Regions from separate parts of the Hordeum vulgare genome. Here region 1 is linked to region 2. The links are chromatin contacts, called in public Hi-C maps. All regions are on one chromosome and are shown on one strand. Each heading gives the region's core, a stretch centred on a gene start, on an enhancer-like site or on the middle of the called end of the contact. The rest is flanking DNA. Distances are from core to core; before and after follow the strand shown. Region 1 holds the start of LOC123442538 (receptor-like protein 7). Region 2 holds the start of LOC123442535 (chloroplastic import inner membrane translocase subunit HP30-2-like).

Region 1 (7,517 bases), core at 972-3,471, 180 kb after region 2:
CTCAACCTAATTAAAGTTGTTTATTTATAGCAATATATGGAAGAGAAGAAAGCCCTGAGGCAGGGGCTGATAAGCAAAAAATACAAAAGGAGCAAAAAAAAGCCGCAGCTGTACAAGCCTTAGCAGAGTTGCTAGATGGGAAAAGCTCCAGCCTCAAAGAAGAGATTGCTGAACCGCATTGGAACACCGGTTTTGACCAAAGAACCAAGTGATGAGCACATCTGAGGAAGACCGAACAGATAACTACTAGGTTTGACCAAAGAACCAAGTGATGAGCACATCTTGAGCAACATTTGTTTGTGAAGAGGGGCGGCATGCCAGAACTGTTGGACAGAGGGGCAGTGAAGAATGACATGCTGAGTTGTCTCGGAGAAAGCGCAGAATGGGCAAGCATCCGAGAAGGCCAGCCCGTGCCTGGTGGATCATGTACAAACTCCCGCGGTCTGGCAACTGAAGGAACATGCGTCAGCGATTTGTCGGGTACTTTCTCGGAGTTGACGTCGCGAAAGGAACGTCCTGCATAATTTGCAGGCTATCTGGAGGCAAATCATCAGCTTTGCCTTTTTTTTTTTGCTGTGAGCATAGAAACTTATGACGAAGACAGAGCACAGACCTTGTGTGCCTTTTGAAATTTGAACCATCAGTTAGCTCGGCTAGTGTTTCTTTGTTGCTGAGATTAACCCCTAAATCATCGTTGGTCAGGGCATTAAATAAAATTGTTTTGCAAGACAAATACAACCATGTCATTTATACATGTTCAATCCATGTCATTTTTCTTTTCTTCTATGGCTATTGTGGTGGTGTCAGAGGCAGGTGCGGGCGTTGGTGCCAAGCTCAGAGGTTCCTTCGGTTTGTTTGTAATTTTATTTCCTGACTTTTTTTTTTTTTTTGCGAAAGCTACCGTTCTACTATTTGTTCAGTTTTATCGTATGTCGGTGTGTACGTGGTTTGTACTAGGATCCTTGCAAGTCCCAGGAATACAAGATGCCCTCGATGCTACAGAAGTGACGCCCATGAGAGACCAAGAATGGTAGCCTCGCTCATCAGTGTCTCACTTTGGCTCCGAAGACGTTTTGCTCCTCGCTTTTGAGTAAACCTGTCCAGTATAAGAGAAATGTACAAATTCTAAACACAAATTTCACATGCCCCAGCCCACTCAGCCCAGGAAGGCAGGAATCAACTGGCACGAGCCTCGACAAACCAGGTATCAATCACACAGACCTTTACTAGGACAATGATTCAAGAAGCCATTGTAAAGGGGTACAGGGGTTTACATGACCTTAAAATGACTAAGGCAGTGTCATAATAAGTTGATTGAATTTGTAGTTGTATAAGAGCATCTCCAACAGCCGCGCTATACTAGCGCCGCGCCGCAAAAAAGGCAATTATAGCACGCGCGCAACGCGGCGGACAGCTTCAGCGGGCGCGCAAAAACCGCGCGCGCGCTAAAACGAGTTGGACGCGCTGTCCATAGCCTCATCCCGCGCTGTGTATTTCGGGCGTCCACTTCCGCGCGCGGCAGACTCGAGCGCGCGAGCGAACTCGCCCCTTTTCTTCCTCCTTTGCTCCTGCGCGCGCCGGCGCCAGCGCCCCTGCCTCCATGGACGCGCACACCGGCACCCCGTTGACCCCGCTGTGCAGCCACCAAAAACCCTAGCGCGGCGGGCGTTGGCGCTGGCGCCGCCGCCGAAAACCCTAGCGCGGCGGGCGTTGGCGCTGGCGCCGCCGCCGGAGCTCCGCTGACCGTCGGCCTCGCGCGCAGCCTCTTCTTGCCGCCGCGGATGACCACGCCGACGGGTGGCGTCGCGCCGGCGCTGTCCCGTGCCGCCGTCGCACCGTCAAAACTCCCCAATGCGTCGGAGCCAAAGAAAGGAAAAACATCCGCGAAGAAGAAGGCGACGGACGGCTCCGGCAGCTCGAAGGCAAAGAAGAAGGTTGCAGGGCGGCGGACGGGCGCGGAGTCTACCGAAGCGCCGGCGAGCTCACTCGTTGAGCCGGCGGCCGACGCGCACCACGTGTTCGACGAAACGCCCCCAAGGTGAAAAAAATTCCGCGTCGAGCTGCATTTTTGCGCGCTGCTGGAACGGAGCGCGCGCGCTGTATTTTAAAGCTACCGCTGGAGCCAGCGCTGCGCGACGCGCCAAACCAGGCGACCAGCGTGCGGCAAACTTGTTTTTTAGACGCGACGCGAAGCGCGCCTGTTGGAGATGCTCTAAAGGGGTACAGGGGTTTACATGACCTTAAAATGACTTGGCAGTGGCCGAGTTTTCTTCTTCTTAAAACTCACTGGCACTGTGTACCATTAGCCCATTAGCTTTTATTTTTCATGTGGACTAGCCCAAGCCCAAGCCCACTGTGGCCCATACCGTCCAACCTTGTTCGGAAACCCCAACCAATTTGCTCGCGGCGGCCGCCACCGTCACCGGTTACCGGAGCACCACGGCCACCCCGCCGTCCAGTCCCGCTGACACGCCAGCGACGGCAGCTTCTAGCGCGACCCATTCTTCTCCGGCGATGGAGCGGTTCCTTCGCGAGCGGCTGCTGGACGCAGCGCAGCCCTCGCCGAGCTCTTCCGCGGGTCATTCTCCGTCCGGCGTCCGCGACCTTCGGCGCGGTGACGGCCCCCTCTGCGCCCCTCCTCCAAGGCCTCCTCCCGTCGACCCGTTCGCCCCACTTTAGCCGCTGATGGCATTCTTGTGACTTGTGCAAGTATCCTCGTTCCACTGCAGGAAGATGGAGCTTTCCAGTAGATTTACTGCTTTGTTCTGCTTATTTTCTGCGGCTAATAGGAATGAGATAGTGTGTCTATTATGAATAAATTCATGAATTTCTGGTACTAACAGTGCCTGTTTATTCAACATAGTTGGAGCTCACAAGTTTTGGTGCCCTTGTTTCCCCCCAATTCAGTAACCCTAGAAATGTATTGTTATAAGTTTTCTTTCGTCCGCAAAAGATACTTGGAAATAACAATGTACTGATAGTGGCGTGCAGGCTGCAGTTTATTTGCCAGATATTAGCACACACACTGCAGCCTCCAACTCAAGAGAAGAATCCTCTGATCCTGTTAGTTCATATGATCTTTGCGCAAAGAAATCCAAGAGCGCTCGGGAGGCAGTTGCGTACCTGAACAGAAAATCTGACGGAGAGTCAACGAGATTTGGAGAAGTCTTTCTGAAATGTCTAGAAATAGCTGGTTAGCGTCATAAGGTACCATGGTGAGTTTTCTGTTCTTACTGCTGTAAAATTTCTGAGAAATACATGCAGTCTATAGAGTCCACTCAACTTCGAGTTGAAGATGAATTAGCTTAGCTAGAGATATACTGAGGAACTAAGCCTGGCTCAATTCATGGCTTGTAACCTGCAAGTTCAGATTTTGTTAAGTTCACCTCCTTGGTACTTGTATATAGTTGCCTACTTAATTTTCTTTTAAGACAATGGAAGCTGTTATAAAAGATAACCATTAGCTGGAACAAACTTGGTAGCAGGTCATTTGGCCACCATTAACTATCTGATGGTGCCTACTTGACTTGGAAACGGTCAAACTATCAGTCTCCACAATTAATCATCTGATGGCGCATATATTGTGTGTGGCTAGTGATAAGCGTATGAAGACTCAAGAGTAACTATTCCCATATGACCTGTGGCACACCAAAATATAAGTCTGGAGCTTTCTTCATCACTGAATATTGTTATCATTCATCAACGATATTTTCACTCGCAGTTGCGTGCTGGTGCTGCAATTAACCTGCAACACTAGATGGTCATGGTCGATGGTACCCTCAAATCCCAATAGAGTGCAACTCTGACAGTGAAACAAGATCCATCCTCCAAACCAGAAAAGGTCAAATATATGGCTCTGAGGTCACCTCTGGTCCCTGTCTAGTGGAAAATTCTACAAGAGTCACAGTTACGTTTAACCCGTCTTGCACGCAGCAAGACTCGTGCTTGCATTGACTGGAGCTTTCCCAGGCCCGTTGCATTAAGTGGACGACTTTAGGAAGACCGGGCTAAAAACTTGAGTTAATATCCATAACAAGATATGTCATCGCACTAATTATTTTGGATCATTGCACTGATTGTTGTCTTATTGCAGTACCACTACATATACTTACGTCCATTTGGACATCTGAGCTCATGCTGTAGGTTCAGTACCGTGTTAGACTAATGGCTTCCATTCACTGGGCGCTACTACTCTTTCTTGTACAACTCCCCATACTGGCCACCTCCAGAGCTCACAGTAATGGTAACCTCACCCTGTGGTGCCATCAAGACCAGGCTGCAGCCCTTCTCCAACTGAAGCAATCCTTTTCTGCTGCAGCAATCACCGCCACTCTCCTTCCGTCATGGGAAAACGGCACCAATTGCTGTATCTGGAAGGGCATTAGCTGTGATGCTTCTTCTGGTCTTGTGACTGTACTCGACCTCAGTGGGCATGGCTTGAACAGTTATGGCTTGGACCCTGCGCTCTTCAGCCTCAGATCCCTTCAACGCCTTGATCTTAGCATGAACTCTTTGGGGGACTACAGTTACAACATCTATTGGCATCAGAAATTTGAGAGGCTTAGTTCGCTAACCCATCTCAACCTCTCCAATTCGGGCTTGGATGGCCCTATACCTATTGGCATCAGCAAACTCGTTAACCTTGTCTCCTTGGATCTTTCAAGTCACACAGTTTTCAGTGACGATGATCCTATCTCTACAGCTGACAGTTTTAATCATCTTTGGGAGCCCAATTTTGAGACCCTAGTAGGGAACCTCAACAATTTAAGAGAGCTCTACCTTGATAAATTGCAGATAATGTCTAGCAGCGGTGAAGATTGGGGCAAAGCTCTAGCAAAATATGTTCCTAATCTTCAGGTTCTTAGCTTGAGCGGATGCGGGCTGAATGGCCCTATCCATCATTCTCTCTCAAGCCTCCAATCTCTTGTTGCGATCAACCTTGGATCCAATGATGTTGGTCCGATTCCAGAGTTCTTTGCAGATTTTCCCAATCTAAGTGAGCTTCAGCTTTCACATATGAATCTTCAGGGTTGGTTCCCTCAAAGATTTTTTCAACTAAAAAAATTAAGGGTCCTAGATTTGTCCTCAAACCCGAATCTCTCGGGGCATTTGCCAAACTTTCCCCATGCAAGTTCTCTACATACTCTGAGGCTAGAGGGGACCAACTTCTCCTATGCTAAACCAAGTTCTTCTGGCGATTTGAAGCTGTTGAGGGAGTTAACTATTGACGGGAAATTTCTGTCGATGGATTTTCTCTCTTCATTCGGTGTACTTGGGTCTTTATGCCAGTTGAAAGTTAATTTGATGGACTCACAAAATGATTTGGGACCGATTTTTTCATGGATTGGAGACCTCAGAAACTTGGCGAGCTTGGATATCTATAGGTGCGACTTCTCTTGGACAACGCCTTCCTCCATTGGCAACCTGAAGGCGTTGCGAAGCTTGAGGATGTTTGATTGCAACCTCCCTAGGCCCATACTGTCTGAAATTGGCAATCTCATTAACTTGCAAAAGTTGGAAATATCTGGTATGCACGACTGCAAATTGCATGGTTCAGTTACATCCTCAATAGGCAACCTCACAAATTTAAGAAGCTTGTTTATGGTGAATTGTGATTATTGCGGAGCAATTCCAGCTGCAATTGGCTATCTCAGAAACTTAAGAAGATTGGCAATCTACAGTTGTGACTTTACTGGGGCCTTACCATCTGCAGTTGGGAACCTCACTAATTTGAAAAGCATGGTTATTTCGTTTAGTAAGCTTTCTGGGCCAATACCTTATGCAATTGGGCAACTCAAGGAATTGACACAGCTAACTATTGAAGTCGGGAACATTTCTGGGAGGATACCAGGTTCACTTCTCAATTTAACTCGACTGACAAAACTGGATCTCTTTCATAATCATATGAGCGGTAAGATTATAGTATGAAATTCAAATTATCGCTTTATTATTTTTGACATTCTCAAGAAGCCACCTCATACTGAAAGGGAATAAGGTTAGACACAAGAAAATGAATGACTAAGGAAAATCTGCATATCTGGGTGGAAGTAGTGGGTAGTGTGTCATAGTGGTAGTGAGGGGAACAATTTTTGTTAGTTTATGTGTTTATGACTCGAAACCACAGGATACCTCATGGCCCGTCACATGTTTTTAATGTGTCAAGGTGGTACAATGGCAGATGGCCAGACCAATTTTTAAATTTGGATGATAAGATTTCATTGATAAACAGAAGCTTGCCAATTTTTTATTATTGTTTTCATGAGCTCTCGGTTGTGTATATATACCCCATATTCGAAGTGCACATGGAGAATAATAACCTCCCCTCATTCTACAGGTCATATTCCGGCACCACTTTTCGCTCTTCCAAAATTATCCTACTTGAATCTTGGTCAAAACCAACTTTCTGGTCCTATAGGAGAGTTCGACGCACCCTCTTCATGCTTACAGTTCGTGGTTTTGAGCAGAAATTTATTGGCAGGACAATTTCCCAAGTCATTCTTTCAGCTTTCAGAGTTGTCTGGTCTAGAAATCAACTTGAACAACTTTGTAGATTCAGTGGATCTTTCATCATTTGGGAGGTTACGAAAGCTCACCGCTTTGGATCTTTCACATAATAAGTTGTCTGTTACAATTGACGAAGGCAATAACCCTCTGTCTACCTCTCTGTTTGGACTGGACGAATTGGGACTAGCATGTTGCAATATAACCAAATTTCCTAGTTTTTTGACACATGTTGACAGAATGGTTTATCTAGACCTTTCTTGCAACAAAATCACTGGGGATATACCAAATTTGATATGGGAGAGATGGAGCAATAGCCTTTTACAACTAAATCTTTCACACAACATGTTCACCGGTATGCAACATACTTCATATATTCTTCCATTCAGTGATTACCTGGAAGTATTTGATCTTAGTTCTAATAGGCTTCGAGGAAAACTTCCTATTCCAAACTCATCATCAGAATATTTGGATTATTCACACAACTTTTTCTCTTCTGTTCTTCCAAACTTCACTCTATATCTCAGTCACACCAACTATCTCAGTATGTCCAACAATAGTATAAATGGATATATACCAGAAACAATTTGCGATTCCATGTTGAATGTCCTTGACCTATCATATAACAACTTTAGGGGGGCGATTCCGTCCTGTTTGATAGAAAATGCTGAAGGGGCCGTATTAAATTTGAGAGAGAATCACTTTGAAGGGACGTTGTCATCCAATATTACAAGCAAATGCGCTTTCCAGACAATAGATTTACATGACAACAATATTGAAGGACAACTTCCGAGGGGACTTGCTAACTGCAGTTATTTGGAGGTTCTTGACATTGGAAACAATCGAATAGTTGATACTTTCCCATCCTGGCTAGGGGAGCTTTCCAATCTATATGTTCTTATCTTAAGATCTAACCAATTCTATGGTTCCATAGATAATGTTATTTGGAACCACCAATCTGGAGGGTACTTCTCTAGCTTGCAAATTCTTGATCTTTCCTTGAACAACTTCTCCGG
Region 2 (7,141 bases), core at 721-3,220:
TAACATGCTACTTGTCTTGGCATAGTAGTTAGTTTCACTCACCCCCTCTGGCTTCGAGAACCTCTGCCCAATCTACATACCAATAAGCAGAATTATTTATTATACAATATGAATACCATACCGACAATCATATATCAGTTAGTTGTGGGTTGATGACAAGGTACGTAGTAATTTCATCAAAGCAAAGAAGATTTGGAGAAAAAAAGAGAAGCATCCTTTTCGATTTCAGCATAATGTGTGTGTGTGTGTGTGTGTGTGTGTGTGTGTGTGTGTGTGTGTGTGTGTTTACACTCACAAATTAACAAAAGTCAAGCAAAAAATTTATAATACTGAAATTCATGGATGTGTGTGTGTGTGTGTGTGTGTGTGGCCATGTTCTAGAGATAATTCACAGTGAGGTTTATAATACTGAAATTAAAAAGGAGACATGGAAGTGCTGAAGCAAACAAGCCATCAGAATATTTCTGATATGCCCAACATTTCCATGCAGGCAATACCATCAAAATAAAATTAATTATTAATTTTAAATGGTAAATGGCGGTTTATGATGCTCTGGTGAAACACATGCTGTATCTACTTTAAAATTAGTCATGATTCATCTAATGTACAGAAGCAACTGTCATCTCCACATGCAAGGCAAAACATTATCCATTTACTGAATTATTAACGTACCCATCCAAACCACAAAAGATCATGAACAGGCAATAGAACAGCAAATTGACCTTTCATCAACATTGAAGATTTAGTGGCAAGATGGACTGCACAGAAAAATGAATCCAAATTGTAATAACCAACAAAGATGACTAGATCATTACCATGAAAAAGCCACCCTGAAATACCGCAAAACCAACACCAGATGTGATGGCGCTTGCGACCGGATTAGGAGTTCCCATTCCACTCACCAGAGAGAAGATAACACCGGAACCAAAAGCGGCTGCCATGCTATAAAAAAAATACAAATAGGACGTCCGTCATGCATAAAGTGACAAGTATCGATTTCTTAACTGGAATTGAAGACTTAACAGCCAGAAACCTGAATCTGTGAAATAAGGACCATCCTTTGGATAATTATATACCAAAAGGAACATCTATTGCATCTTTGCATTGCCAAGATTAAAACGCATGTATGTATGGGACACCACACTGATGATACAAGCTATAGTCCTTGCAATCTGCCAGCTAAAATGAAATAGCTAAGCCTCACCTGCCCTGGATGTCCTCTACTCCGCGTATCCTTCTCATGACACATGATATGCCTGCGTTCGTACCGCTCATAACTGCAAAGTTCCGCGCTTGCACCAACGGGCCAGCAGCTAAAGCCTGCGAGGCAATCAAGCAGGCTGGTGACCATCATGTGAAAGTTCAAAACTTAGGATTCATGAGATATCTATCCGGCCAACATTTGATATGTCGTCAGATTGAAAATGCAGGCCTTCACCTATGTTGACTTGCACAGATCAGGAATCAAAAGTGACGGGTCACAAGCCAATATTACACAGCATAAATTGTGAGAAAACATGTTCCAATCGCGCGCACAATAGTTTTCAATTAATCACGAGCAATCCATCAACAAGAAATAAATAAACCAGGGTAAAATAAGCAGAGGATGTCTATATTTATATAGGGTTGGCGACCTGGGCCTGCTTGAAAGACGCCATGGCCTGCGGGTTGGCGTTGGGGGGAAGCGGCGGCACCCACGGCGCTCCCCCGTCGGCGGTGATCGATCCCATGAGGCCCCCGAGCGCCCCGCCCTGAACCGCCCCCACCGCCGTGGTCACCGCCGCCTCGACGTGGACGGGCTGCTTCGCCATCCACGCGCGGAACCCCGCCTCCAGCGCCCTCACCCGCCCGCTCCACTCCTCCAGCGGGTTTCGGCCGCCGCGCGCCTGCGCCGCCGGCGAGGTGGTGGAGGAGGAGGAGGCCATCGCAACCGAATCCCCTCTGCTTCTTTCGCCCTTAGGAAACGGCCGCTCTGTACGGAGGAGGGGGCCTCCTATTCTTCGCACGTAGCGAAGGATATAGTGGCCGGTTCGCGCGCATGGGCCGGGCCGATGGGCTTTCGGGGAAGAAAAATAGCTCTACTGTTCATGAAAAAAAAAACGTCTTCAATGTAAGGAAGATGTTCATGGTATTTTTTAAAAAGCCATGAGTTTTTAAAATCATGTGCACGGGTTAAAACTGTTCGTGATTTTGTAAAACGATGATGAATTTATAAGGTGCTCTCTAGTTTATAATAATGTTCAGTAATTATATATAAAGGTTGATGGATTTTAGAAATGGTCTCACGTTTCAGTAAATGCCGGGTAATTAGTAAAAGTTTACAGTTATTTTTGAAATGTTCACGGGTTTAAGGAATGTTCATTGTAAAATTCGTAAAATGAGGAATACAAAATCAAAATGGAAAGAGGGAAAATAAATAATCTGAAAGAATGCCGGAGAAGATAAAGGAGAAGAGAAAGATAAAAGCAACTGAAATAACCAAAGGGGAAACCTGAATGAAATGAGGAGGAAAACGGCAGCTATGAGGAGGAGATAAATGGTTGAGCCAGCAAGCAGAGCAACACCCACGTGATTTCTACAAATTTGCAACTATTCTTTGCCATGAGCGGTGAATCACCCTTTATCCCCTCGAACTCTTCACTTACCGGGCATAGGGTGAATTCCATTTGCCTGTTAGTGATGAAATCAACTACTGTATTAATCACTCTGTACATAAATACTAGTAGCTAGGAAGAACTAGGCTAGTATGCAAAACAGTTTATGTCCTAGTTATTGTTCTTAATGGGTCTCATTACTTTTCACCGGAAAAATGGTGTCATTTCTTCAAGTAGTATTAATATACAGAGAAAAATATAGCATACTCCCTCCGTTCCTAAATATAAGTCTTTTAAGCGATTTTACTTGGAGTCTACATACAGAGCAAAATGATTGAATCTACACTCTAAAATATGTCTATATACATCCGTATGTAGTCCACTAGTGAAATCTCTAGAAAGACTTATATTTAGGAACGGAGGGAGTAGATGCCTAGCGCATGTTCTGTCTCCTTAAGTTGTTTACTGGATATGCCCATTCTCTTCTCCCTTCTGCATGTCACAGTTTGTGACATCTTTGCCAGCTTCCTGGCACATGATAGGCCATTCTTCAGGTTCATCATCAGCTAGCAACATTTCCCTTTTGTTCTGTTTTATCCCCAAGCCAGCGGCTCGGACTTCAAGTAGTATCAGTCCAAGAGGAGTACATGATTTTCGTCAAGTTCAAACGGTTATGGGCAAACTCTGTAATATTCTTAGGAGAACATTTAACCTCTTTTACTGCTTGTAATCCTTTCAGATTTGCTGCAAAAGATGTCGCTGGTATTCTCCCGAGGCCCCAAATATATCTTACAGAAAGTTGTAGTGTAGGTCGACTTCTGGTATGCAATGCTTTAGGAAGTAGAGCAAATATGGCAATCGAGTCAGTTTCTATTGCAATAGAAAGCATATCCCATGGGCCAAAACCAACAAGGTGCAGCTGTTTGCGCTTGTGACGCGCAGCAGGAAGACACATGAAGCGTCTCGCCGAGTTGCCAAGGAAGCACAACAGGAGCAATCAAGCTTGCCTAGCAGATGAAATTTAGCAATAAATTTCTGATTGGCACAAGATATTTATTTCTAGGATAATATCCATAAGATCCCATGTTTCAATTTCAACTGAAGAAATATTCAGAAAAAACATCTGAAGGAATCTAGTTGAATTTTGTCCATATCACATTTAATGTTGTAATTTTCTCCATAACCCATCTTGGTCTGCTTCAGATGTCAAATTTACTTCACAACACCGTAGGCAGGGACACCAGAAACTGAAGAAACGGGGATCGCGTGAACAAATTTGTATGATTAAATGGACTCAGTGTGGAAAAAAAAACAATAAGACCATTCCTCTGTTCTTATTTCTAGTCGAGAGAAACAAGAATGACAGTCGTTACATGATTTTGAAACAAAGAAATTAGTCATCTGTTTAGTCCAACTACTGCTTAAGAGGATTCGTATCCACCGCCTTGTCTACTATGAGATTTTATCCATACTGAATGGCAAGTAGATTGACCACCAGATGTTCATATTCAACCTTCTCATGTCCAGCTTCCTTGATCATCTGAGCACATTCTTCCTGGAAATTAAGTAGTCTGTTTAGCACAAGGAACTAAACACTTTTTAAAATCAAGGCAGCTCAGTATCCACCAAATGGCAGCTAATACTCTCAACCAAGTATTGCTATGATTACTTATCACCAGCAACTAGCTCTCTCAAGACAAGAAATATAAATATCTGTCATTATTGGAGAAAAGAAGGATATTCGACTTCCAATTTTTAGAGAGTAATAACAGGAAACAGTAGAACACAAATGTAAGTTATTTTCTAGAAATTAAGAACTAGACAGATAGTTTTTGGAAGAGAGAGATAACACTAAACATCAATGAGGCCATTATATACCAAATGTACAGAAAAACGTACACACATTTCCCTTTATATATCAAATGTTCAAGAAATTCAATAAACAACAACAAATTTCACGAGTCTTTTATGGGAAACCTTAAGTAGTCCACAGTAGAGATTGCTAAACGATGATGTAACTTTGTCGTGGTGCTTAGTACCTCATAACTGACTTAGCTATGGTTTTTCGGCAAGCTCCCTTTCCTCAAGACCTTTTCCACAGCTTGAGGTAGTTGGACAAGGCACACTGAACATAGGTCGGTTCAAGACCAATCATCTTTTCAGCAGAACATTGCTTGACCGCTTCTAGTGTTCCCTTTCTAATGTTAATGGCAAGCATCCACGCAACCGCGGAGCGTATGTCCAGTCTAGCCATGATATAGACAACATCTTCGTCACACAAGCTCAGAATGGGCCCACCATGAACCACCTTGTCCCAACTCAGCCTCTTGCCACCCGATACCTTAGGGTAACTTGAACCTGTGTTAGGCACATCATCAGCCTTGACGACAGTGAACCTCTTGTCCCACTTGTTTGAGCAGATCCCCCTGTTCCATGTGGTGATCGTCCAGCCTTGGCCTATGACCCCTTTGTCATTGCAGGTGTCGCTATGGTGACAAGGTTTCAGCTCGACGAACCTGATCATGCCGTTGCTTATAGCGACGTCGCAGAACGGCCGTGCGTAGATGTTGTCTTCTCCCATGCCGAACCGCGGCGCTAGATCGGAAGGGATCGGAACAGGCCATCGGATCAAACGCATGACCGCGTTGTTGTCAAGCACGTTGCATAGAACAACGCCATGCCAATGGTTGACCCAGCCAAGCGTTTCCCTACCGGCGTAGATCACGCGGGTGCCTTGGTGCCGCATGATCACCTCGTGATCGCGGTGCTTGGTGTCCATGGCGATGCTGGCACCCTGGCAGCGCCACGGCCCCGGCCACTCGGAGATGTTGGAGCGATACACGCGGAAGTCGTACCTCGTGCGGGCATAGTCGTCGTCGGAGTACCCCGAGCGAGATTTCGATCGCAGGGGGAAGACCACGGCGTAGTCTTCGTTGTCGGGATCAGCGCCGTCGAGGGGCACGACGCCGGCCAGCGTGATGTGGTCGGGGTAGCGGTAGGTGCTGGGGACGAGACGGAGAGACGGGGCGCCTGGACCGGCCCTGTAGACGAAGAACTCGTTGCGCAGCTCCGTGGGGCCGTCGGCGAACGGGACGACGATGAGCACGAAGGCGTCCGCCGAGCTGACGACCACGGGATCCCCGTAGTGGCGGCCCTCCGCGAGGAGGCCAGGGCAGTGGACGAAGCAGCGAGAGACGGCGGGCGGGTCCGCGAGCTCGAACGTCACCTTGATGCCGCCGCCTTGGCTCGTGACGGCGTGGGCGGTTGTCGCGTTGTCGCGGTCGCCGATGTGGCACTTCGAGTCGGTGAGCGCCCAAGGGCGACGGGCGCCGCGCCTGAATGCGCCGGCGGCAAGGAGGTCCCGCATGGCGGCGCGGCGGACGTAAGGCGTCTGGAATCGGGGATTTTTATCGTGTGACGAACTGACGATGAGGGTAAGCAACCGTATAGCTTAGCTATATGGGCCGGTGATAAGGCACGTCACGGCCCATTTGATTAATTTGTGTTGTGGATATTTTTTCGTTGTAGCATAAGTTGTGTTGTGGGATTTTTTTTTTCAACATAGGTTGAGTTATACTCCCTCCGTTTCTAAATATTTGACTTTATAAAGATTTAACTATAGACTACATACAAAGCAACATGAATGAATCTATATTCTAAATTATGTCTATATACATCCGTATGTTGTTCATAGTGAAATCTCTAAAAAGACAAATATTTAAGAACGGAGGGAGTAGTTCGTAGTGAAATCTTTAAAAAGACTTATATTTAGAAATTGAACGGAGGGAGTAGATGATATGTAAAACTGTGGTTTCTTCGGTAATGCACAATGGGGCCAGGGCCTTTGGTCCTTTTCTCTAAAAAAGGAAAGAAAAAAAACATCTCTCCAGTCTCCAATCAATTAATCTTGTGCCCAATGTCCTTGTCCCCTGCAGCCCACCCAGAGCCTCTCGCTCGGCAGTCAATTGTATTCAAAGGCTTGAACTGTGTTAAACAACTTGCACGTGTGCCTTAGGCTTGTAATTAACTCATCTACAGTACTCGGTATGTATGAGTGGAAACGCTTCCTATAAAGCTTCTTACATCTAGGATGTGGGTGGGTTGGGGGGGGGGGTGATCTAGGACGATCGTTACGACAGGATACATCTTTCAAACTATATACAAAGATCGTACTCGTACTAGCTAGCACAAAAGACCCTATATATGCGGAGTGTTTCACAGATGCCGCATGGGAGGTTAATTTCAGCGTCTTAACAAGTTCAGGGCCGGTCCATACATTTCAGAGGCCCTGGACCAGACAACAAAATGAGGCCCTTATAGACAGATAAAAATTTAAAATTTATCGTATTTCAACAGCAATTCAGTAATCAGTACATACTATAGATCAATGGTCTTTGAACAGGGACAATGAAACGCATGCCACATGTTATTTATTTGTAATAATCTAGAGAAGTACTCCCTCCGTTCCTAAATATAAGTCTTTGTAGAGATTTCACTAATGGACTACATACGGATGTATATAGACATATTTTAGAGTATACATTCAA

What was found. Hi-C and Micro-C count contacts between places; a contact is called where the count stands out from the background.
Region 1: a Hi-C map of seedling shows a contact between it and region 2, with 2.3 times the contacts expected there. The contact joins the promoter of LOC123442538 here to the promoter of LOC123442535 in region 2. A contact is called at or near these places in 2 of 6 Hi-C or Micro-C datasets (leaf and seedling).

What each region holds. Positions count from the first base shown.
Region 1 is chr3H:12,928,259-12,935,775 of MorexV3_pseudomolecules_assembly, forward strand. It overlaps LOC123442538 (receptor-like protein 7), which reads left to right and starts at 2,222. Exons shown (of 2, transcript XM_045118607.1): 1 at 2,222-5,911; 2 at 6,335-7,517. The coding sequence starts at 4,165. It overlaps LOC123442536 (U-box domain-containing protein 32-like), which reads left to right. Exons shown (of 14, transcript XM_045118604.1): 14 at 31-733. The coding sequence ends at 123.
Region 2 is chr3H:12,746,731-12,753,871 of MorexV3_pseudomolecules_assembly, forward strand. It overlaps LOC123442535 (chloroplastic import inner membrane translocase subunit HP30-2-like), which reads right to left and starts at 1,971. Exons shown (of 6, transcript XM_045118603.1): 1 at 1,635-1,971; 2 at 1,205-1,320; 3 at 816-942; 4 at 1-72. The coding sequence starts at 1,925.